Regions from separate parts of the Mus musculus genome. Here region 2 is linked to region 1. Evidence: chromatin contacts called from public promoter capture Hi-C data. All regions are on one chromosome and are shown on one strand. Each heading gives the region's core, a stretch centred on a gene start, on an enhancer-like site or on the middle of the called end of the contact. The rest is flanking DNA. Distances are from core to core; before and after follow the strand shown. Region 1 holds the start of B3gnt9 (UDP-GlcNAc:betaGal beta-1,3-N-acetylglucosaminyltransferase 9). Region 2 holds the start of Elmo3 (engulfment and cell motility 3).

Evidence for each region. Capture Hi-C pulls out chosen DNA fragments and counts their contacts.
Region 2: a contact with region 1 is called in a promoter capture Hi-C map of pancreatic islet. The contact joins the promoter of Elmo3 here to the promoter of B3gnt9 in region 1. A contact is called at or near these places in 12 of 39 promoter capture datasets (the 3T3-L1 cell line, 3T3-L1-derived adipocytes, the HPC-7 cell line and 8 more), 4 of 15 datasets of contacts at CTCF or cohesin (CD8 T cells, the NIH/3T3 cell line, embryonic stem cells and 1 more), 92 of 484 Hi-C or Micro-C datasets (B cells, CD4 T cells, CD8 T cells and 54 more), 14 of 115 datasets of contacts at active chromatin or transcription factors (CD8 T cells, the SCID.adh cell line, astrocytes and 7 more) and 4 of 9 other capture datasets (adipose tissue, liver, macrophages and 1 more).

Annotation. Positions count from the first base shown.
Region 1 is chr8:105,253,018-105,258,689 of GRCm38.p6, forward strand. It overlaps B3gnt9 (UDP-GlcNAc:betaGal beta-1,3-N-acetylglucosaminyltransferase 9), which reads right to left and starts at 2,136. Exons shown (of 2, transcript NM_178879.4): 1 at 2,014-2,136; 2 at 1-1,825. The coding sequence starts at 1,737. The coding sequence ends at 538. D230025D16Rik (RIKEN cDNA D230025D16 gene) reads left to right here. Exons shown (of 16, transcript NM_145604.3): 16 at 1-36. It overlaps Tradd (TNFRSF1A-associated via death domain), which reads right to left. Exons shown (of 5, transcript NM_001033161.2): 5 at 5,558-5,672.
Region 2 is chr8:105,301,305-105,306,892 of GRCm38.p6, forward strand. It overlaps Elmo3 (engulfment and cell motility 3), which reads left to right and starts at 4,297. Exons shown (of 20, transcript NM_172760.3): 1 at 4,297-4,525; 2 at 4,663-4,703; 3 at 4,811-4,883; 4 at 5,074-5,124; 5 at 5,292-5,461; 6 at 5,550-5,588. The coding sequence starts at 4,448. It overlaps E2f4 (E2F transcription factor 4), which reads left to right. Exons shown (of 10, transcript NM_148952.1): 7 at 1-161; 8 at 2,881-2,928; 9 at 3,129-3,173; 10 at 3,269-4,066. The coding sequence ends at 3,384.

The DNA of each region.
Region 1 (5,672 bases), core at 886-3,385:
GTGCCATGTGCTGCCACTGGGCTGTTTGTACTAAAATGTGAGCTGTTGATTTCCTTGAAGCTGGAGTTGAAGAATATGAGCAATCTTATAGTGGAGGAATCTTAGGACTCCTTCCGGGAGGGGGATGGGTCACCCTTCAGAAGTACACTGGCATGGTTTTGTGTGTGTGTGTATAGTGGGCAAGACGGTGACACATGATGGCCCCGCCCCACATGCTACAGGCAAACCTCGACCTGAAGGGCTTAGTTAGCTCTAACACCAGACCTCAAAGGGAACAGATAAGATATGGCCACTGGGAATCCAATGAGAGAAGGAAGGAAGCTAGTAACTATACGAAAATGCCTGCCAGGTCCACGAGGGCTGAGGCCTGGCTATGGGTATATCCACTTGTGTTTGTTTCATCCCAGCCCTAGCTCTCTCAGTGAGTGATCTGGAGAAAAGTCATGTACACCATAAACCCACATGGAAAACCCCTTTGGGTTCTTTCATGTTCTGTCCTGCAGCTGAGTAAGAGAAGTTTGATACCGTGAGAGATAACTAAGAATTCCATTGGAAGGGACCTGTTGCCACAGGCTGCGGATGTGCACAGACTGGGCCCTGAGGCCCATGCAACAAGCGCCACATAAGCCAGATGTCAGCTGCAGACAGCCCATGTACTACCACCAGTTCTCGGTAGAAACAGGGGTCAAAGGTTCGAAGATGAGGTGCAGCTGAAGGCTGGGAGATGCCAAAGGTGCGAAACGCTGGATGAGGCTCTGGTGTGAGCCGCAAGCGCTGCAAACACATGCCTAGAAAGACATCGTCTATGGGAAAGAGCTCAACTTGTGAGCAAGCATCAGCTAGGCGGCGGAGCGTGGCTCCCGAAAGAACAAAGCCGCCGCCACCTGCGTAGGCAGGGTAAACGGGCAGTCCATACACAGCCCGGGGAATGAAGTACTTGCTGGCTCTAGCTCGGATTGGCCTTGCCTGCACAATCACATCACCCGCAAGAAGGTCCTGTGCGGGATCCCGGAGCTCCAGAAACTGCAGCAGGTTCCTCACGTGCACGAACACATCTGCATCGCCCTTAAAAACAAAGTGTACATCTGGACAGAATGCTGAGGCCCAAGATAGAAAGTGAATCTCCTTCAGCGTTAGATTGAAAAAGGTGTCTTCGAAAGCCCAGAGCAGAATGTCTGCATAAGCTCGGCTCTCCGCCTCCAGCAGGGTGCGCCAGTGCGAACGGGTGCCTGCCCCGCCAGAGCCCGCCCCCTTGGGCACGCCCAACAAGAACACTCGGCGCACGAGTGCCCCCTGCACGCGACCCTCGGCTCCCCAAGTCTGGCGAACGGCTTCCCGCCGCTCAAAGTCCGCAGCCACAGACTTGACAGCGATGAGCAGGTCCGGCGAACCGCCGGATGCGCCGTCGCTGCGGCATTTGCGACGCTGGTTAATGAGCAGCGGGAAGCGCCGTTGGTCCTTGGCGCGCAGATACCCGCCGAAGTCAAAGGGGTCCGTAGGTGTGGGCGGCACCGGAGTGTCCCCCTCGTAGGCCAGCGGGGCCGCGCGGGCGGTGTTAGGGAGCTCGCGTGCTCGGAGGCTAGGAGTGGGCCGCGGGAGCTGGGGTCCTCGCGCTGGTGGTCTGGTCGTGGGGGATGCCACGTCGCGCTGCGCGTAGAGCAGGAGTCCGAGGGCGGCGCTGAGCAGCAGCGTAAGCCACGCGTCTGGGCAAAGGCGCGGCCTCCTCCTCCTCCTCATGTCCAGCCCCGCCCTTCACAGGGCCCTCTATCCTTCCTTCATCCACTCTGTCGACCTCCGTCCCTGCCCCTGCCCCCACCGCAGCAGCCTAAGGGACAAAAAGTTCAGCTTCTAACCTCAGCTCCAGCCCAGAAAGGATGCCAAAGTCTGGACAGGGTGACGCAGGCCTCTCCCCTACCGCCCCCTTACCCACCCATCCAGTGCATCAAAGCTGGGTCCCTTCTACCTTTCCCCCTCCCCGCCTCTGACCTTGGTCCTTAGGACCCCAGCACTCACGCTTGACCGCGGGGGAGGGGTGACAACCCCTGAAACTGTCAGTTCAGGGTCCCAAGGGCAGCCATGACCCCGGCTTGAGCCAAATGCAGCGTTGGCAGGAAGGGGGCTGAGGCCGTGCCACGTGATCCTCCAGCTGTGTACGCCCCGACATCTGGAGCTCAGCTCCGCCTTGGTGCAGGGAGTGCCATCTCTGACTGTGGGCTGGTCCCTGAGAGGGCCTCTCACGGGAGACTCTTGCTGAGAAAGCCTAGTATTTTTGATAGGACGCTGGAACTCCGAGTTTCTAAGCTCAAGAAGTAGACAGCTGATAGGCCCCCAACCCCTAAGCCTGAGTGCTTTAACTTTCAGCTCTTCTGGCCGCCATACCGGGCCATCTTTCAGAAAATCTCTTTCAGCAGCCCTGGTTCACCAAGCAGGAGCCACGAATTGCCCCAATAATATAAAGCTGTCTCCTTACTCCTCGCGCTGGTGGTCTGGTCGTGGGGGATGCCCTCCGAACTCTGCCCTGCTTGCCACCAGTAAACACAAGCATACACACCCGAACAATCAAGACAGCAAGTTCTGTTCCTGCAGACTTACCAGCAGCTCTACCCAAAGAGGACCAATACTTAGTGAGCTAAGTGACTTGCCCCAGGTTGACACAGCCAGAACGCACTGCCCCCAGGAATCTCCCACCCAGCGCTCCTTTGTTCTCTTCATCCACTGGATACAGGAAATGGAACCACTTCTGCCTACAGTAATTTCCCAGACAAGCTCTTCATTCCTGTCACTCCATGCCCGTTCCTGCTCCCCAACATAGCATCCTTGAGGTAGAACTGCCCATGCTGTTGCCTCTGCAGTACAGTTTGGGGTGTCAGGGATTGGTGTTTGCGGGAGGCTTCTAGAAGAGCCCATTGAGCCCAGGTAGGCTGTTTTCTAGATCCCCTGGTTTTCCTACCTCTGAGCTGCTTTGTCATCCAGGCCAAACCACCCACTCTTACCTGCCCACTAGTCTTTTAGGGTTCTGAGGATAAGCTGTGTTATGTACCCTGCATAGCCTCAAGCTAATGACGCCCAAAGTGTTGGGATTACAAGCCTACACTAGTATTCCAGCTCCATTCTTGATTGGTTTCCTCAATTGGGGAACTATAGAGACAGCTGAGCTCCAGAGTCACCAGGATAGTCATTCTTAGTGAATAGAGTGATCAGGGTCTCCCCAGGCCTTCATCCCACTGGCAAATATGACTCCTGGCCATCAGCTTGCCCTAGTCCTCAGCCAAGGACACTGGCCTGTTGCATTCTTCCTCCCAAGCAGCTGTTGATATTCATCCCATTCTCTATCTATCTCTGTCTTGGCCTCTCTCCTCTCCAGGCTTCCTGCCCAAAGGCCTCCAAAGGTGTCTCACTGGCCTTGTTATAAAATCCCAACTCTGGAAGGCTGAGGGTGTGACTCGGTTGCAGACCTAGCATGTGAGAAGCCCCGAGTTTAAGCTCGAGCGTTCTATAAAGTAGGCACGGTGGTACATGCCTGTAACCCCAGCACTCAGGAGGGTTAGAAGTTCAGGGCCATCCCTGGTTTCACAGGGAACTTGATGCCAACCTGAGCTACATAAGACATTGTCTCATAATAAGGGGCAGGGTCAAACTCTGGAGTCTCTAAACAGCCACGGAAGGAGGAACTTTGGGGATAGGTGTGCACGTATGCACACACAGATGTGCAGGTGTGGTATATGGGGTCAGGAGGTGGGGCAGGGAGTTAGGATCTGAACTCCTTGGTCTCTATGCTGCTCTGGACTTTCCACCCAGCAACTGTGTGGCAGAAAGGGGCATTTTATGTACACATCCCTTGTTCTTTTTTCATTTCTAAATCCTTTTTTAAAATTAGGCTTGGGTGCCGGGTAGAAGGCAGTAAAAGACAAAAAAGTGAAGTCTCAGAAGAGCACGAAGAAGACAAAGGTTTAACTTGAAGTTAGGAAACAGAGCCCAAGGCCAGGTGGTGGTGGTGCACACCTTAATCCTAGCACTTGGGAGGCAGAAGCAGGCAGATTTCTGAGTTCAAGGCCGGTCTGGTCTACAGAGTGAGTTCCAGGACAGCCAGGACTGCACAGAAAAACCCTGTCTCGAAAAACAAAACAAAACAGAAGAAAAAGCCGGGCGTGGTGGCGTGCGTGCCTTTAATCCCAGCACTCGGGGGGGGGGGGGGCGGGGGGGGGGCAGAGGCAGGCGGATTTCTGAGTTTGAGGCCAACCTGGTCTACAAAGTGAGGTCCAGGACAGCCAGAGCTACACAGAGAAACCCTGTCTTAAAAGACAGAAGAAAAAGAAAGAAAAAAAAAAAGAAAGAAACATCTCTCCAACCCCTGAAGATTTTTTAATTGTGTGTGTGTTCATGTGGGTACAAGGGCCTGAAGCAGAACCCTAGCCAGGCTAACCTGGGACTCACTAATTAGCTCAGGCTGGCCTCATAGGGAACCACCTGCCAAGTAAGTGCTGGGATCATAGATGTGCCGCCACCGCCACCACCAGGTCGGTAGATGACTTTCTAGCACATTTGGTGCACACATCTATAGTCCCAGCACTCGGGAGTCAGAAGCATCTGGATGGAGAGTCATGAGTTCAAAGCCAGCCTGAGCTACACAGTGAGATTGCCTCAAAAAAACAAAAAAGCAAGAGCCAGGATGTAGCTCAGTGGTAGACCTTTCCTCAGGGCCTTGGTTATATCCGCACTGCCACAAAAATCAATCAGAAAACTAGGGTTTCTGAGTATGTGTGATACAGAAGTAAGTTCATTGGCCAAGCCCCCCACCTCAAATAAACTTTGAAGGTTGAATTTAGTAACAATGTAAGTTGGAAATCCTGGGGCAGGGGAAGTGGGGAAACCCAGATTGTCTGTTTGCTTTTGTTTTTGTGTGGGGGTGGGGGTGTCTCAATATGTAGCTCATGCTGACTTCCAAATTGAAGCAATCCTCCTGCCTCAACATCCTGAATACCGCATGGTATGTAAAAAGTCTGAATCTTATAGGTGTCAGTCTCCGTGGAAACAAGGGTGAAGATCTCAACAGAAAAGGGGTGGGGGGTGGGGGTGGAGGAGAGCTTGGCTGTCTTGGAGCACACTCTGTAGACTAGGCTGGCCTGTAACAAACAGATCCACCTGACTCTGCCTCCAATGCTAGATAGCATTAAAGGCACACTCTGTAGACCAGGCTGGCCTGTAACAAACAGAGATCCACCTGACTCTGCCTCCAGTGCTAAATAGGATTAAAGGCGTGCACCACCACCTGGCTGAAATTTTAATTTTCTAATTCAGGTACACGGTAGATGTTTTAAGCACATACTTAGATCACACACACACAAAAACAAAAACCAAACCTAATGTATATGATGGTTCACCAAACCCCCGGTTATCCTTCACTAACAGGACAGGTAGCAACCCCTTCCTCTCACCTTCCTCAAGGCCCTACCCGAACCCTGCCTGTCTCTCCACTCCCTACTCTACCTGGCTCACTATTCCACTGAAGGTGACTAACCCCAACCAGGTCTAGACCTCAGCATCTCCGCAAGTCTGTAAAAGAGTTACATTTTATTATCGCTGCAGACAAGGTGCTTCGGTCCCACGATGAGTATATGCCAAGGGCGGGGAAAATCGTGCATCCTGCTCCCGACAGTTTTTGTAGCACCTTG
Region 2 (5,588 bases), core at 3,047-5,546, 50 kb after region 1:
CCCACTGGGCCTGACAGCACTGGACACTCGGCCTCTGCAGTCCTCTGCACTGCTGGATAGTAGTAGCAGCAGCAGCAGCAGCAGCAGTAGCAGCAGCAGCAGTTCATCTGGACCCAACCCTTCTACCTCCTTTGAGCCCATCAAAGCAGACCCCACAGGCGGTGAGTACTTACTGAGAGGTGGGGGCTAGCAGGGAGAGTCTAGCCCTAGCCCATTGTTGTATCAAACACTTGGAGTTGGGAGTTCCTTTCCTGCTAAGCTCAGCTCTCTGCCAGCCAGAGAAGGATGTCTAATCTCAGGGTCAGTGCTGGTGCCTCTTGCTCCTTCCTGGGACTCCATTTCCCTCTGCTGCCACTTGGAACATCACTAATTGAGATTTGCTACTCTTTGTATTCACCTCACCTTTCTGTTTTCCTTTTTTTTTTTTTTAAAGATTTATTTATTATATGTAAGTACACTGTAGCTGTCTTCAGACACACCAGAAGAGGGCGTCAGATCTTGTTACGGATGGTTGTTAGCCACCATGTGGTTGCTGGGACTTGAACACTGGACCTTTGGAAGAGCAGTCGGGTACTCTTACCCACTGAGCCATCTCACCAGCCCCTGTTTTCCTTTCTTTGTGTGGATGCCTTTAAAATTAGGCCGTACCACAGTGGGGTAGCTCTGCTGCTGTTGGTGTAGTGCCTGGCCCAGCAGGTTTCTAAGGTCGAGATCTGGTGCTTTCTTGGTCTCTGCTGATGCTCTTTCCTCCTTTGTCTTTACTGTCAGCTCTTGGCTTTTCTACCTCACTGGCATCTGACAGTTCCTTAGTTATTGGTACTTACCATTTTATATCTGGGGTGGGCCTCAGCTCTGGGGAGCTGATAGTAGGTTTCAGCCTCTACATAGTGTAGCTCTGTTACCCAGTCTTCTATGTCTTGCATCTGTCTTCTGCACCTCTGAACTTAACCATCCTGCTTCCACTTTGCCTTTCAAGTTCTGAGTGGACTCTATCAGCTGGCTCTAGTCACCACCAGGCTTAAGACGTCTCTGTGTCCTCTCAGTTCTGGATCCCTCGGCTACCCACTTTACATGGGTTAGGTAAAGTCTGCGAAGCATCTCTTCTCATCCCTCTTAGATCCTCAGCACACCAGAAAACTATATGCCATTTTAATTTTAATTTATAGTCATCCTTTAGAACATTTTATCTAATCTATATCTACCTATCAGTAATTTCATATATTTATGCTTTTTTTTTTTTTTTTTGTCTGAGACAGGGTCTCTGTGTAGCTGTGGTTGTCCTGGAACTTGCTGTGTAGACCAGGCTGGCCTCTGCCTCGGGGATTGTGGGATTAAAAGATGTGTGCCACAGCCAGCTCTCTATATTTTGACCATTTACAAAATGACCCCCTTTGCCCTCCTAGTACTTCCTTCCTCTTCCATTCTCATGTTCTCATTCTAGTGAGCACTACATGTATGCACAGATCCAAAGACAATGACTCCCTCTTTCCCAGCTAGTCGGATGGCTTGATCTTGTGTAGGTAACCATAGAGGCTTGTGAGTTCATGAGTACAGTGACCATGTTAAATCCAGAAGATGGTCTTTCACAATGCTCTTCCCCATCCTGTGGCTTGTACAATCTTTCTTACTCTCTTTAGCAATATTCCCTGAACTTTAGGCAGAGCGCCCAACATAATCTCAGCAGTTTATCAGTTATGAGTTTCTGCATTGACTCCTGCCATTTTCTCTAAGCAACAAAGAAGCATAAAAATTGAGGAGGCAGTTTGGTAATGTGTGCATTTAACAAAGCAACAGCAGTAAGTTCCCCCTAGGGTCAACAATCTCTCTAGCCATGGTGTTTGACAAGGTTTACAGTATCAGTCTGGTAGGAATTACTTCCTGTGGAGCTGGCCTTAAAGACAAGGAAAGGGGTTGGTTGCCCTCATAAGTTACGCCACTACTGTACCAGGAGGCACATTGCCACATTGCCAGGTAGGTTGGTATTATATCGTGCATGGTCTATTGCCTGTTAACCCATTAAACCATCCTTTTCTTTCTTTCTTTCTTTCTTTTTTTTTTTTTGTGGATTTTTTTTCAAGACAGGGTTTCTCTGTGTAGCTCTGGCTGTCCTGGAACTCACTTTGTAGACCATGCTGGCCTCAAACTCAGAAATCCGCCTGCCTCTGCCTCCCAAGTGCTGGGATTAAAGGCGTGCACCACCACCGCCCAGCCATCCTTTTCTTTATTCTCAGAAATGGAATGACTCAGCAATGCAGTCCTGATTGGTATTTCTCAGTGTTTAAATACAGCTCAGTGGTAAAGTGCTTGCTAAGCATGAATGAGGACATGTCGCCAGCAACGACAGGAAGCGCTGGGGATGGAGAGTGATGCATGTGCATTCCTGCCCCCAAGATGTTCCAGGGATTGGCATTAGGATGTCAGTGTTCCAGACAAGCATTTGTGCCTGATGCCTTATTTCATTGTCGTCTACCCCCCCCCCCCGAAACTTTAAAACATTTCGTGTGTGTGTGTGTGTGTGTGTGTGTGTGTGTGTGTGTGTGTGTGTAAATGTGTAAATGCTGTGTTGTGTACGGGCAGTGTTGGATTCCCCTGGAGCTGGAATTAGACGTGGTTGTGAGACAGGGCATCCATCTTGTGTAAGACAAGATGTGCACTGCTGGCTCAGAAAGGGGGTTCTACAGTGCCTCTGAGAATAGCTGGATGTGTCACCTGCACTAGACCTTTGGTAGCCTTGGCTCAGCATCGAAGAATGTAGGTCAGCGGATAAAAACCTGAGGAATGTGTAGAGCCCTGGAGCCTAGTGGTGTACGACGTGAAGCAAGCTGAACTATAGTAGAACTCAGCTGAGCTTCCTGTGAGCTTGGCTTTCTTCTCTTTCAGTTCTGGATCTCCCCAAAGAGCTGTCAGAAATCTTCGACCCCACGAGAGGTAGGCGGTGTTCCTCCTTTTGATTGGATGCAGGGCATAAGGAGCATAGTTTGAGTTCTGGGTTCCCTTCTAAGGGTATCTGCTGGGTATCCCAGAAAAAGGGTGAGGTTCCTAATGGGCCTGTGTGGGGGTCTCATTCCTGGGCTTTGGTGGGTGGAGGCGCAAGAGCCAGAATCTGAATGAATTGTGTTCATTCCCAGAGTGCATGAGCTCCGAGCTGCTGGAAGAACTGATGTCTTCAGAAGGTGGGTAGCCCAGGAAGATAAGGGTAGCTGTGAGCAAGGGGGTGGGTGACTGCTGGGGGTCTTGGCCTAAGACCTCAGCCTAATGCTTTCTGCAGTGTTTGCCCCCCTCCTCCGACTTTCTCCACCTCCCGGAGACCACGATTACATCTACAACCTGGACGAGAGTGAAGGTGTCTGTGATCTCTTTGATGTTCCTGTTCTCAAACTCTGACTGACAGGGACATGTCCTGTGCAGCTGCAACCCAGACTGTCTGGGCCTGGAGCCAACTAGGGACTGCCCCCCACCCCCACCCTAACCCCAAGAGCCCAACTCTTGGCTTACTCAGCCTTTTCTGGTCGCTCAGTTCGGGCTGTGCTCTCCTGTCTTGCACTGGCACTTGTGACTGTGCTAGCATAGCTGGGCAGAGAGCTTAGCCCTCTCTACATGGAGCCTTCCCCAGCCAGGCTCAGCTGCCCCTCAGTGGCACCTCTGCCTTGTTCCTACCAGTCACTATGAAGGAGGTTCAGAGAGAGGGTGGTGCTGGGTGGTTGCCTACCATCACCTTTCCTTTCCCACCTGCTCACCCTGCAGCCTCTGGACATCTCGGATGCTCCCTGAGAGTCCTGGGATCTCTGGGCAGTCATGGTGGAGGGGGTTAATAAGGAATTGCTGTGTCTAGCTAGGAGTCTGGGAGGGTTGGTACCTAAGAATGGCTCCAGCTCCTGCCCACCCACCCCCATCTCCCTTCACTTCCACTTATTCACTTACCCTCATTTAGAGCCATTGCAGAGATTTAGAAAGATTTACAGTAACGAATGAATTCCTATATAAAGATTATTTTTATACTTTTTTCAACAAAAGGAAATGTAATATTTGTACAGCATTCAAGTGAATAAAGACATGCCTAAGGCTATCTCTGATCTGGTTCTTTGGGGCCCCTACCTGGGACGCTGGATTGTTGCTGAGACTGGGTGGGTCACCTTACTGGAATGGGAGGTGTGGCTGCTGTGTAGGAAGCCTGCTGCCACAGCCTCTACCTGCTGCACCTTGGTGTGGGGCGGGGCCAGGCAGGCCTCTACGGGGCGGAGCAGGGCAGGGCAGGCGGGGTCTTACCCTCCTACCCCTGAGATTAACCCGGAACTAACAGGCTCCTTTGGGAAGGCCTCGGAGCCCGATCAGGAGTGGGAACCTGGGCTGTGAGTGCAGGCTACAAGTCCTAGACCCTAGACCGGGTGCACTCTCGGCGGGAGGTGGCACATTAGTGCCAAGTGCCAGCGGCCACCGCGGCTGGACTATGGCGCCCCCGCGGAATGTGGTGAAGATTGCTGTTCAGATGTCTGACGCCATCCCACAGCTTATCCAGCTAGACCAGGTCAATGGGACTGTCCAAACTCCGCCTCTCGCTTCTGGGTTGTTCCTTTTCCCTCTGGCCAGCCCAGCCCACCCCTCCCAGAAGTCCCTCACCCCAACTCTTTACCGTCGCAACTTGAGTGACAACTCCACTTACAGGCAAAGCCCCTGGCCACTGTACTGAAGGAGGTGTGTGACGCGTAAGTGCTGTGCCGCAAGCCTGGGCAAAGTGGGGGAGGGGCAGGTGGGAGAGGCGCTCCTGGACGTCCCTGGCAGCTTCCTGCCCGCCCCCCCCCCCCCAACACAGGTGGAGCCTGACTCATCCGGAGCACTATGCCCTGCAGTTTGCTGATGGGCACAGGAAATACATCACAGAGAATGTGAGCCCCCCTCCTAGCCCCACATTCCTCAGGATCCCTTTAACCCACCTGGTTTCGATTCCATGGTTTCATTCTCCCTGCTCTGAATGTGAGCTCTTGTACTGACAACCCCAACCCCACCAGTGGATGAGCCGGGTGACTATTTCACAGAGCCCTCCTTAACTGTGCTCCTTTCTGCTGTTCCCTCCAGAACCGCTTGGAGATCAAGAATGGAAGCATCCTGTGTCTCAGCACTGCCCCAGTAATGTTCCCTTCAGCCCTCTCCTCTCCCTTCCTCCCCCTCTGCAGCTGGTTCGGAGGCCCCAGCTCCTTAGTGCCCTACCTAGTGGGCACCCAGACCATCACAGCTCCAGTTGTAGGGGTAACATTCTCTAACCACATCCATCTTTCCTCTACTGCTCCTGGCAGGATCTGAAGGCCCAGCAGCTACTGGGTAGACTGCAGAATACAAGTCGTGAAGGGTGCTGTGAAGTCCTGAGAAACCTGGTCCTGCTGGCCTCAGACATGACCTTTGCCCAGGAGGTCATCAGTCGTGATGGGCTTCAGAAACTAAGCACCATCATTGAAAATGGGGATGAGTGAGCACAGGGCCCAGGTGGACTGGAGGACGTGGTAGGGCTTGGAAATCTTGCTCTGATCCTACTCATCCCCAGATGTTCTCTGTAGCCTAGGGGAGATGCTGGCCCTTGGTCTAAGGGCTTTCTT